2 separate regions of the Lactuca sativa genome follow, and region 2 is linked to region 1. A link is a contact called in public Hi-C data. All regions are on one chromosome and are shown on one strand. Each heading gives the region's core, a stretch centred on a gene start, on an enhancer-like site or on the middle of the called end of the contact. The rest is flanking DNA. Distances are from core to core; before and after follow the strand shown.

The links. A called contact is a pair of places that touch in the nucleus more often than the background predicts.
Region 2: a contact with region 1 is called in a Hi-C map of leaf, with 7 times the contacts expected there. The contact joins the promoter of LOC111910459 here to the promoter of LOC111910456 in region 1. A contact is called at or near these places in 2 of 4 Hi-C or Micro-C datasets (both in leaf).

The regions. Positions count from the first base shown.
Region 1 is chr8:53,150,767-53,155,790 of Lsat_Salinas_v11, forward strand. LOC111910456 (putative phospholipid-transporting ATPase 9) reads right to left here and starts at 3,729. Exons shown (of 10, transcript XM_023906293.3): 1 at 2,665-3,729; 2 at 1,185-2,539; 3 at 963-1,073; 4 at 605-881; 5 at 422-510; 6 at 211-319; 7 at 1-129. The coding sequence starts at 3,057.
Region 2 is chr8:53,415,063-53,419,757 of Lsat_Salinas_v11, forward strand. It overlaps LOC111910459 (lysine-rich arabinogalactan protein 19), which reads left to right and starts at 3,370. Exons shown (of 2, transcript XM_023906297.3): 1 at 3,370-4,080; 2 at 4,172-4,387. The coding sequence starts at 3,475. The coding sequence ends at 4,246. It overlaps LOC111910458 (tRNA(adenine(34)) deaminase, chloroplastic), which reads left to right and starts at 521. Exons shown (of 4, transcript XM_023906296.3): 1 at 521-2,441; 2 at 2,530-2,617; 3 at 2,702-2,829; 4 at 2,913-3,295. The coding sequence starts at 832. The coding sequence ends at 3,231.

The sequences.
Region 1 (5,024 bases), core at 2,479-4,978:
TTTAATGTCATCATGCAACGCGTATGCGAGAGATTTCCCATCGATAATTAGAGCGTATGGATCGGATGATGAAGAAGAAAGTTGAGCTTTTCCTGCTAATATCTGCTTCTTCACATTTTCTTTCGACATCTGAAAGGGCAAAACCGTCATTTTCACTGTAAAAAGTAGTGAAGATAGCAAGGGATGTAGAAAGACGGACGTCCAACTTACCTTTGAAATTACGTCTTTGTCCCCGGCTTTTTCGGCTGATATGATTTCGGGGGATTCTAATGTGATTATAATTTGTTTCATTCCTTGTCTAAGCAAACTACAAGCAAATCTGAAAAATGTTTGGTATTTAAACGTTAGATTTTAAATTTTAAAAAAAAAAGTAAATTATTTAAAGTGGTAAATTAAGCTTTAAAATAACACAAAAACTTGCCCGATATTAATTGCTGTTTCCATTTTGTCACCAGTAAGAACCCAAATCTTGATTCCTGCTTGAGCAAGTTTATCAATGCATTCGGGCACCTTTTAAACAAAAGAACACAATTAGAAACCAAAATTTAAGATTAAAAAAAAAAGGAAGTATAAAATTCTTGAATTAAAAATAAAAAAAACTCACCCCTTTTTGGAGTTTGTCCTCAACAGCAGTAGCACCAAGAAGAATCAAATCTTTTTCAATTTCTTCAGTTGTTGCATCAATCAAATCTTCTCGATCTTCACTTACAGAGTTTTTAGCTTCTATAAATTTTTCATTAAATTCTTTATATTCTTCTTCATTAAGTTCACGATATGCAAGAATCAAAGTTCTTAATCCTGCATCTGCATACTCATTCACATGTTCTTTTGTATTTTCTTCGAATTGTCTCCCGTTTTTTGCAAGTCTATCAAACATAACACTGTAAAAAAACGATAATCACAAGGTTAATAACTACTTAAAAAAAATCAAGATTGATTTATTTGTGTAATTCTCGTCTTACCTATCAGCACCTTTACAGAGTAAAAGAAGCTTCCCGAATTCATCACGAACAATAACAGACATTCTTTTTCTTGCACTGTTGAACTCAAGAACATTTAAAAGCTCATATGTCCTGCAAATAAACAATATAAAGATTATTGATTTACAGTTTTTTACAACTTTTTCAAGATTTGATACCAAAATTTACCCAAAAGGGTAAAAGGAAGGAAATAAAAAATATTACCTTTCGACTTTTTTCTTGGACATAGGATCTAACTCCATAAAAGAAACAGTTGTTTGTGTCCTTTTATAAAATTCAAATCCAAGTTCTCTTGCAGCGATAACAAAAGCAGCTTCATCAGGGGATTCAGCTTCATAAGTAACTCTCCCTGTTTCTTCATCAACATCAGGAATCGCTGTATGACAAATCGCAAGTAATCTAAAGAACTTCTGAATAACATCAGAACGTGGTTCAAGAAGCCAATAACCATTGACGATCCTTTCATCTTCAAAATTATACCCTTTTACAGATAACCCAGAATCATCGTCTTCATCATCATTATCGTCATCAAGAACTCTTCCATTAACAACCAATGGTGATCCTGTCTTTTTCGCCATAGCTCTTTCAACTTCTGTAACACCACGTCCGTATGCTGTTCCTGCTATTGAACACTTGATGAACTCCATTGAATTGCAGGTTAAAGTCCCGGTTTTGTCTGATAAAATCGTGTCGATTTGGCCGAGTTCTTCGGTGATATTTGAAGTTCGCGCGTGTGCGGGTTTATCAGCTTCTTCGTAGTACATATGAATGTCGTTGTTGATGAAAATCGTCTGTAGAACTTTCACGATTTCTATTGAAACGTATAGAGAAATCGGGATTAAATATGTGTATAACAATAAAGCTGTGAGAAAATGGAAAATCGCTGCAGCTGGAGCGCGTTTCGGGTCGAAAAAGATCTCTGAATCGTCGGGTCTCAAATACCATCGTTTCATTCTGTCACCATCTAAATCGTTTTTTGTAACAATCCCGAAGTAAATCGAACCCAGAAAAGCGATTAGAAACAAGATGAAGAACAAGAAATAGATGATGTTATCCATTCGTTTTTCAATTCCACTTCTTTTCGATGGTGGGTCTGTAGAGTTTTGAATCACTTTCGTATCGTGACCAGTGAAGATGACGACGCCATAGATGTAATCTGTGTTTCTGAGCTTTGAATCGCGTAGAAGAAGCTGTTGTGGTGAAAGTGCGTACTGTTGTTCTTGAAACTCCATTGTTCCAACGAAAGTGTAGAGACTTGCGTTTGGATCTTCGCATTTGACTGTTGCTTTGAAGCTGTTGATGTTTGAATCGTCGTTGATCATGGAAGTTGCGTCTAACGATTGTTTTAGCTTCAAATTTGTTTCTCCATCTAAGTTCATCGTTTCAACGTAACAAACAGCATCTTCATAGCTCGATGAAATTAACAGAAGATCAGCAGGAAAGAATTCGTCTTTTTCGACTTTCACTACATCCCCTACTCTCAGTGTTTTCCATTCTCGAGATTCGAAAACTCCACCACCACTATGAACTTTCACCTTTCGATTATTCACCTCATGGTCCTGAAAAAAAGGTTCGATAGACAAAAACGAATCAAAACCCACAAAAAACCAAAGATTCAAACTCCAAAATGAGCTGGATCTGACATGAATCGAAGAAAATTGGGAATATCAACATATGAACATACCTGCTGTTGTCGTTGCCAATCTTCAATACCTTCTTTCACCATGGTAGCACCAATGACGACGATTAAAGGAAGAATAGCGCTAACAGCTGAATAAGGAGCTAGAGCTGTAAAAGACAAGATACCAGTAACAAGAAAGTAGAAATTTGCGACTCTTCTAAACTGTTCAAACAGTGATTTTGGTATAAAAGTCATTGGCGTATATTTGGTTGATCTCACATAATTATCTACATAAATTTGAGTTGCAGCTTCTGAAACACCAGTTTCATTGCAATAAACCACTCTCGAAAACCCAGGACCCCCAATTTGTGAATGATCATCGTCGAATCTGTTTCTTCCACACTTGAAGGAGTAGATCTTGCTAAAATGTAACCTCCTTTTCCTTCCTGTCCCCATTTTTTTTTTCTACTTATGTTCTATGATGTGAAGAAGAAGAAAAAAAAAACTCCAGAGTTCTTTCAAGAAACCTTATTTTTACAGATACCCAAATGAGGAATCCCTCAAAAAACAACAAGAATTGGTGGTTTACTCACCTCCCAAGTGGAATTAATTAATGGGTTCAAGCAGAAAAGCTCAAAACCCCAGTAATTAAATTAAATAACCTAATCAAGAACTTATCAAAGTGTACTACAAATTCGTGAAAGTTACTTGACAATCTATAAATTGTTTGTGTCACGAAAACAAAGAGAAAGAACAAATGAATAAAGGGTTTTCTTTTTCAACAATGGGAGCTAAATCCAAAGTCTATATATATATTTGGCATGATTGAAGAACAAGAAAAGGAAAATGTAAGGAAGAAGGTGGGTGTATAATTTGATTTATTCTTAGAGCTCGAAAGGTTTGACCGAAGAATCAAACCATGGATCTCTTTCTGTGTCGCTTTCATGTTTTGACTTTAATAAGGCGAAGATGTTGATTAAAGAAATTTTCAATTTTTTTCCAACTAACACACAATAATCAAACCGAGAACAATTAATAAAAAATATAATTTCGATTCAATTTGATTATAATTCACAAAAAGGGGAGAGGAAGGTTCTAAAGAACCGAAATTTAAAGAAATACAGACTGTTCAAACTTCAAAGAGGGTTTCTTTTTCTGTTTTTCGAATTAATTTCAACAATTCACACACTCATATAATATTAATTTAATAATTGAAAAGAATATCCCGATAGAAATCTATACCTATTGCGTGAGAAGTGTCTCCTGTTTTCCCCCTTTTTGTATTTTGTAAAAGAAGCTTCAAAGAAGAAGAGACAGATGGATCTTTAAATTATGTACAGATGTTATTTTTCAGACTGATATTGATGAATTGTAGTACTTGTAATTTATTCATTAAATGTTGTATTAATAACAAAAAAATGACTTTTAGTTCTATATAAATATGTAGTTATTGTAAATGGGTATGGAAATTATTGTAGATATGTGTAAACATTTCTCCATGAGAAAGCAAACCTAATGTCCTTCCATGTTTTGCCATTTCAAGGAATTCTTGATTTTGGTATTTCCTAAAATATACTTTCTTGTTTCTGTTTAAGATATTGATTTCAATGAGAAAGCAAACCATTTATGTAGGTGAACCTTGTCGTATTGTCCAGATTTAACAAATGTAAAACTTGATTATTATTTAGTAATATAAATTAAATTAGAAAATTACATGAAATAATCCATCTTCATTAGAAGAAAATTACAAAATATATGAGAGCACATTTCGGTTTATATTAAGATTATGAGTAAATTACACGAATGGTCCCTATGGTTTGGGTAATTTGTGTGTTTGGTCTCTAACTTATTTCTTTTAACTCGGAAGGTTTCTGCTATTTGTTTTGTTACACGCTTGGTCTTTACTGTTTGTTTTTGTTACGCGTTTGGTCCCTGTCTTATCTAAAAAACTATTATTTAAATAAGAAAAAAATAATGAGGTAGGTAAGGTAAGGTGAGAGGGTGGGGTATGGGGTGTGTTTATTTAAATAAGTTAAAAAAGCAAAGACAAAATAGTTTTTTTACGTAAGACAGGGACCAACCGCGTAACAAAAACAAACAGTAAGAACCTTCCGAGTTAAAAAAATAAGTTAGGGACCAAATACATAAATTATCCTAAACCATAGGGACCATTCGTATAATTTACTCTAAGATTATCTTTTAGTATACCAAAAATCATGAAGTGTCACACTAAAGATAATTTTTTTCTGGATACAGTTCTAGTGTTAGGTTTACAACACTGTGAAGCTATAACCTTATATAAAATAAAGATGGTCATCGGTCAACACAAACTATGTTTACAAAAAAAAAAGTTTAAAAACTCTAAGGTATGGATTAGCTGCATGTGACTTGTGTATATTTTTTAGATAGAATTGCAAAAATGG
Region 2 (4,695 bases), core at 2,120-4,619, 260 kb after region 1:
TGAAATTTTGAATTAAAAAACATATACTTTTTTAAACTTAGTTTTTTCTCTCATCTTTAAGTTGTGTTGTGGCCTAATCCATATATTGAGCTCATCATATCGAGGATGTGGGACAATGTGTGGCCATCCCAATAATGTCAAGGGGCGGTGTTTAACCACTCCCCAACCTTATAACAAATAAACATCATATACACATTAAATGTTATTTGATTTATTTCAGAACTTAGATTTAGTAACTAGTATAATGTTTATGAAAATACAATGCTATTTCAATCATGTGTACTTGGTCATGATTTAGAAATAGCTGTTATTACTGTTACATTGAGTAAAAACTAACTTATTGTTTTCTATAATTAATTAATATGTATATTCAAAAGATTTAAAAAAAAAAAAAAAAAAAAAACTCGGAATTTCAAAAAGTTAACTTATAAATTAGCTTTATTAACTACTTTATTAACTTGTCAAACAAATAAATTAAAAAAAGAAACTGGAAAAACAAAATTCGTTTATTTTAGAGGGAGTAAATGTTGTTAAGCAGAACTACCTCTAAACGAATTGTTGACATCGTTATCAGTAAACTACTGTCATCATTCCCAACTAGTCGACTACAAATCATCTTTAACCTCAGGTCAAATACCTTAAAACACAGTCCACATGACATGCTATCACTCTCGTCCTTTCTTTCTATCTCCCGTGTATTGTCACCATTCCCGATCGAAAAAGATTCTGCGTGAAAAAGTCACTTCTAACATCAAGGTAACAACCCCTTTCCTTCTCTTCCTCTTTCTCTGTCTCACCCACAACCACATTAGAAGTTAGAACACAAGGATAATGCACACCATTTGTTTCAACCCAGATGTATCGCTTAGTTCTAGACCTCTCCTATCTTTACCATCCAATCACGCCTCCTACATGTTCGATGAAATGTTTGAAAGAAACCCATTATTATTTTCATCACGAAAATGTTGTTGCTGTTATTCTGCTGCTAATATTTCAATGTGTAATAGATTGACTGTAATAAACCCTAGCTTTTTATGTAAAGGGTTAAGCCAATCAACTTTGATTCAATGGTCACTTAGTAAACGATTAATCTTTCATGGTAGCAGTAGACAGTTTTATGGTAATACCTCTGGGGTTTCTTCCTTTACTGATGGAAATTATTACCATGAAAAGCTTTCTTCTTTCAACGATAGAAGGAAACACAGACAGAGGGGTTTTGGACACAAGAGGAAAAAAAAGTTTTTGGGTAATGTTAGTGATGCTTATGTGAATGATGTAGACGTTATGCTTAGCTTATTAACAGATGAGGTGGGCTTGGAGTATAGTGGCGAAAAAGAGTGTAAACAGATCGATAAGAATCATTTTATATGTGATAATATGGAAAAGAAAAATGTAGATTCTGGGGTTGTGAAAAGAGATCAGAGGTGTGATAAAGAACAAGGGAAAATACTGGAGAAGAAAGATACTGTAAAAGGACATTATGGAGAATTGGTTGATAGAGTCGCTAACAAATCAGGATCAAGAATGAAGTGTAAACAATTCGAGAAACTTTCAGATAAAGATAACAGTGTTATTGATTCAACTTTCAGCTCTCAGAAGTTAAAAGTGATTTCAGAAATGATAAAACCTCAGAAAATTAACTTGAGTGGGACATCTTCAATGTCTGAAAGTAGAATGAAGAACTGTGAAGAGATATCTACTGAAGTTTGTCATATGGTTAAAGATATTAAAGAAGAAAAACATCAGAAAACAAACCATTTGATTAAAATAACAACAGTTTCCAGTGAGAATTCACAAGAAAGATCAAGAATCTCGGATACCCATGTCACAAATAGTGAAAATTCATCAGTTTCACATAGAAAAAAATCTGAGAAACACAAATTGTATCCAAGTTTAGAAATGAAAATGGTGGAAGGAATCACGGATGGTGGTCATAAAGGGCCTTCTGATGAGATGTGGCACATGACTGATGCATCATCAGATCATGACATAACATCTTCAAGTGAGATTCTTGATGGTGTCAAGAAAAATATCAGATCCTTGTTGACAGTTATCGGGGACGTAATCCGATTCCGATGTTCATCTCCACGTTCGGAATCCCACATTCCACACTCAGGTGGCGGAAAGTGTTCCTCATGTTTGTCTCTTACTAGCGAAGCATGGTTTTCTAGTCATGATTCCAATAACGATTCCACTCCCTGTAATCAAGAATCACCGATTCCATTCCCCCCAACCAATAAAACTTCTCATGTGTCTTTGAGTGATTCCAAGTTTGATGAATGGGAAGATGCGTATAGTTTTGAGGATAAGAAACGAAAAGAAGATGAGATGTTTATGAGGGAAGCACTTTTGGAAGCTAAAAAAGCTGCTGATGTATGGGAGGTGCCTGTTGGAGCTGTACTTGTGCATAATGGTAAAATTATAGCTCGTGGATATAATTTGTAAGTTTTTTTTTTCTTGGAATTTATCTTTGTTTTCATATGATGGAATATATATATTTGTATAGTAGTTGATGTGTGTAATTTTTAGGGTAGAAAAATTACATGACTCCACTGCTCATGCAGAGATGATTTGTATACGCGAAGCCTCAAAAATCCTTGGTTCGTGGAGACTTTCGGTAATTAATTTTTCTCTTTTTTACTTACTATTTTCACTCGTTGCATCTTAAGTAATTACTGATTTTACTCTCAATGAATTGCAGGATACTACTCTTTATGTAACACTTGAACCATGTCCCATGTGTGCTGGAGCAATTTTACAAGCCAGAATTGACACACTTGTATGGGGAGCTCCAAATAAGCTATTAGGAGCTGATGGTAGCTGGATTAGGTATGCAAAATGATTTTCAACAATGGAGTAACTAGAATCAACTAATTATTTCCATTTTTAGTAACTTTCTCATGGTTTTACAGACTATTTTCCGATGGGAATGAAGGAAAAGACGCCACACCAATAGATAAATTGTCTGCTCCTGTGCACCCGTTCCACAAAAACATGTCGGTTAGAAGAGGAGTGTTGGCGGAAGAGTGTTCCGGAATCATGAAAAATTTCTTTCGATTAAGAAGAAAGAAAAAGTCAGTACCAGAATCACCAATTCCGCTGGAACCGGAATCGCCAATTCCGTCGGAACCGGAATCACTGATTCCGCCGACATCTATTACTGTTTCCCATCATCATTCGGACTTTTTATCCAAGATCCAGCATGCCTTTAAGATCATCTTTTGTTTATAGATTAAAAACAATATTTTTGTAATTTTTGACATTTGATTATTAATTTATTATTACTTTTAAGGTAGTTAGTTGACATCATGAAAGTATCAAGATTGATCTTTAAGTCATATCTGAGATGAGATGCACCACCCACATGAAGGTCATGTAGCACCAACTTTCTTGATTTCATCTGAAATTAAACATGCTTTATGTGTTATAAATTAACAATTCTTTCAATTCAAAAACAACAATTCACCAAAAAAAATGTTGAGGATTATTATTATTCCAGCTTTGATCTGCCTTCTGGTGGTGGTTTCCGAAGGACAAGCACCTGCCACGTCACCATCAACTACACCCGCCATAGTGCCGCCACCTTCCACCACCCCACTTCCACCACCAGCCACCCCAGTTTCTAGCCCATCTATCCCACCACCACAACCACCGACTCCTCCTCCACCTGCTCCTCCGGTCTCAGCTCCGTCTACTCCACCACCGCCATTGCCAGCCCCTACACCACCGCCGGTTGCTTCACCGCCTACTGTCCCTCCACCAGCACCGATTCCTCCACCACCAACACCAGCACCAACTCCTCCACCACCAACACCGGCACCGACTCCTCCACCACCAGCACCGGCTCCGGCTCCACCACCGCCAACACCAGCACCGGCACCGGTTGCTCTTCCGCCAGCACCAACACCGGAGATGAGTCCCTCACCGGCACCCGCTCCTACAAAACACAAGCACAAAAGGCATAGACACAAGAAACATCATGCACCAGCACCAGCACCGGTTGCCAAGAGCCCACCAGCACCGGTAACCACCACAGATTCTGATGATACAGCACCAGCACCATCACCAACACTCGACCTGGTAATTTTTTTATTTATAAAAATGTCACTTTTTATCTAAAAAAAACTAAAAAGAAAAACATAAAACTGACGATTTGATTTATTCATTACAGAGCAATGGAAGAACCCTGTTTAAAAATGGAGGCGTTGGATTCATTATCGCTGTTCTACTGGTTTTCATGAGTTAATTTGATCCACATTTTTGATGTTATTATTACCCTACAACTACATAAATACATTTTCCACTTGTATTTACTATGATTCTTTTTAAATGTACGCATGATATTCAAATTCAATCAAGTCAAACTATCTGGGAATTGGGAATTCAACAGCTTCGACAAGGTTCAAAATATCGCTAGGTTTAGTTGAATCAACTATAATAGAAAAAAATTTGTTCATTTATAATTCATGAAATCATATCAACATAAATCAGAGCACATTGAGCATGAGAAATCCCTATTTTGCAGATCAGTATCTAATGAGCATTAGGGGTTACCATTATTTGGTTTGGAACTGATGGAAGCTGAAAAAGGAATCAAACTCAGAATAAACCAAATTTCAAATTCGGTTTTTGCTTGGGTTTCATACCAAACCGAATTATGAATTTGGTTTAATCAATTTATTGATTTAGTAATTA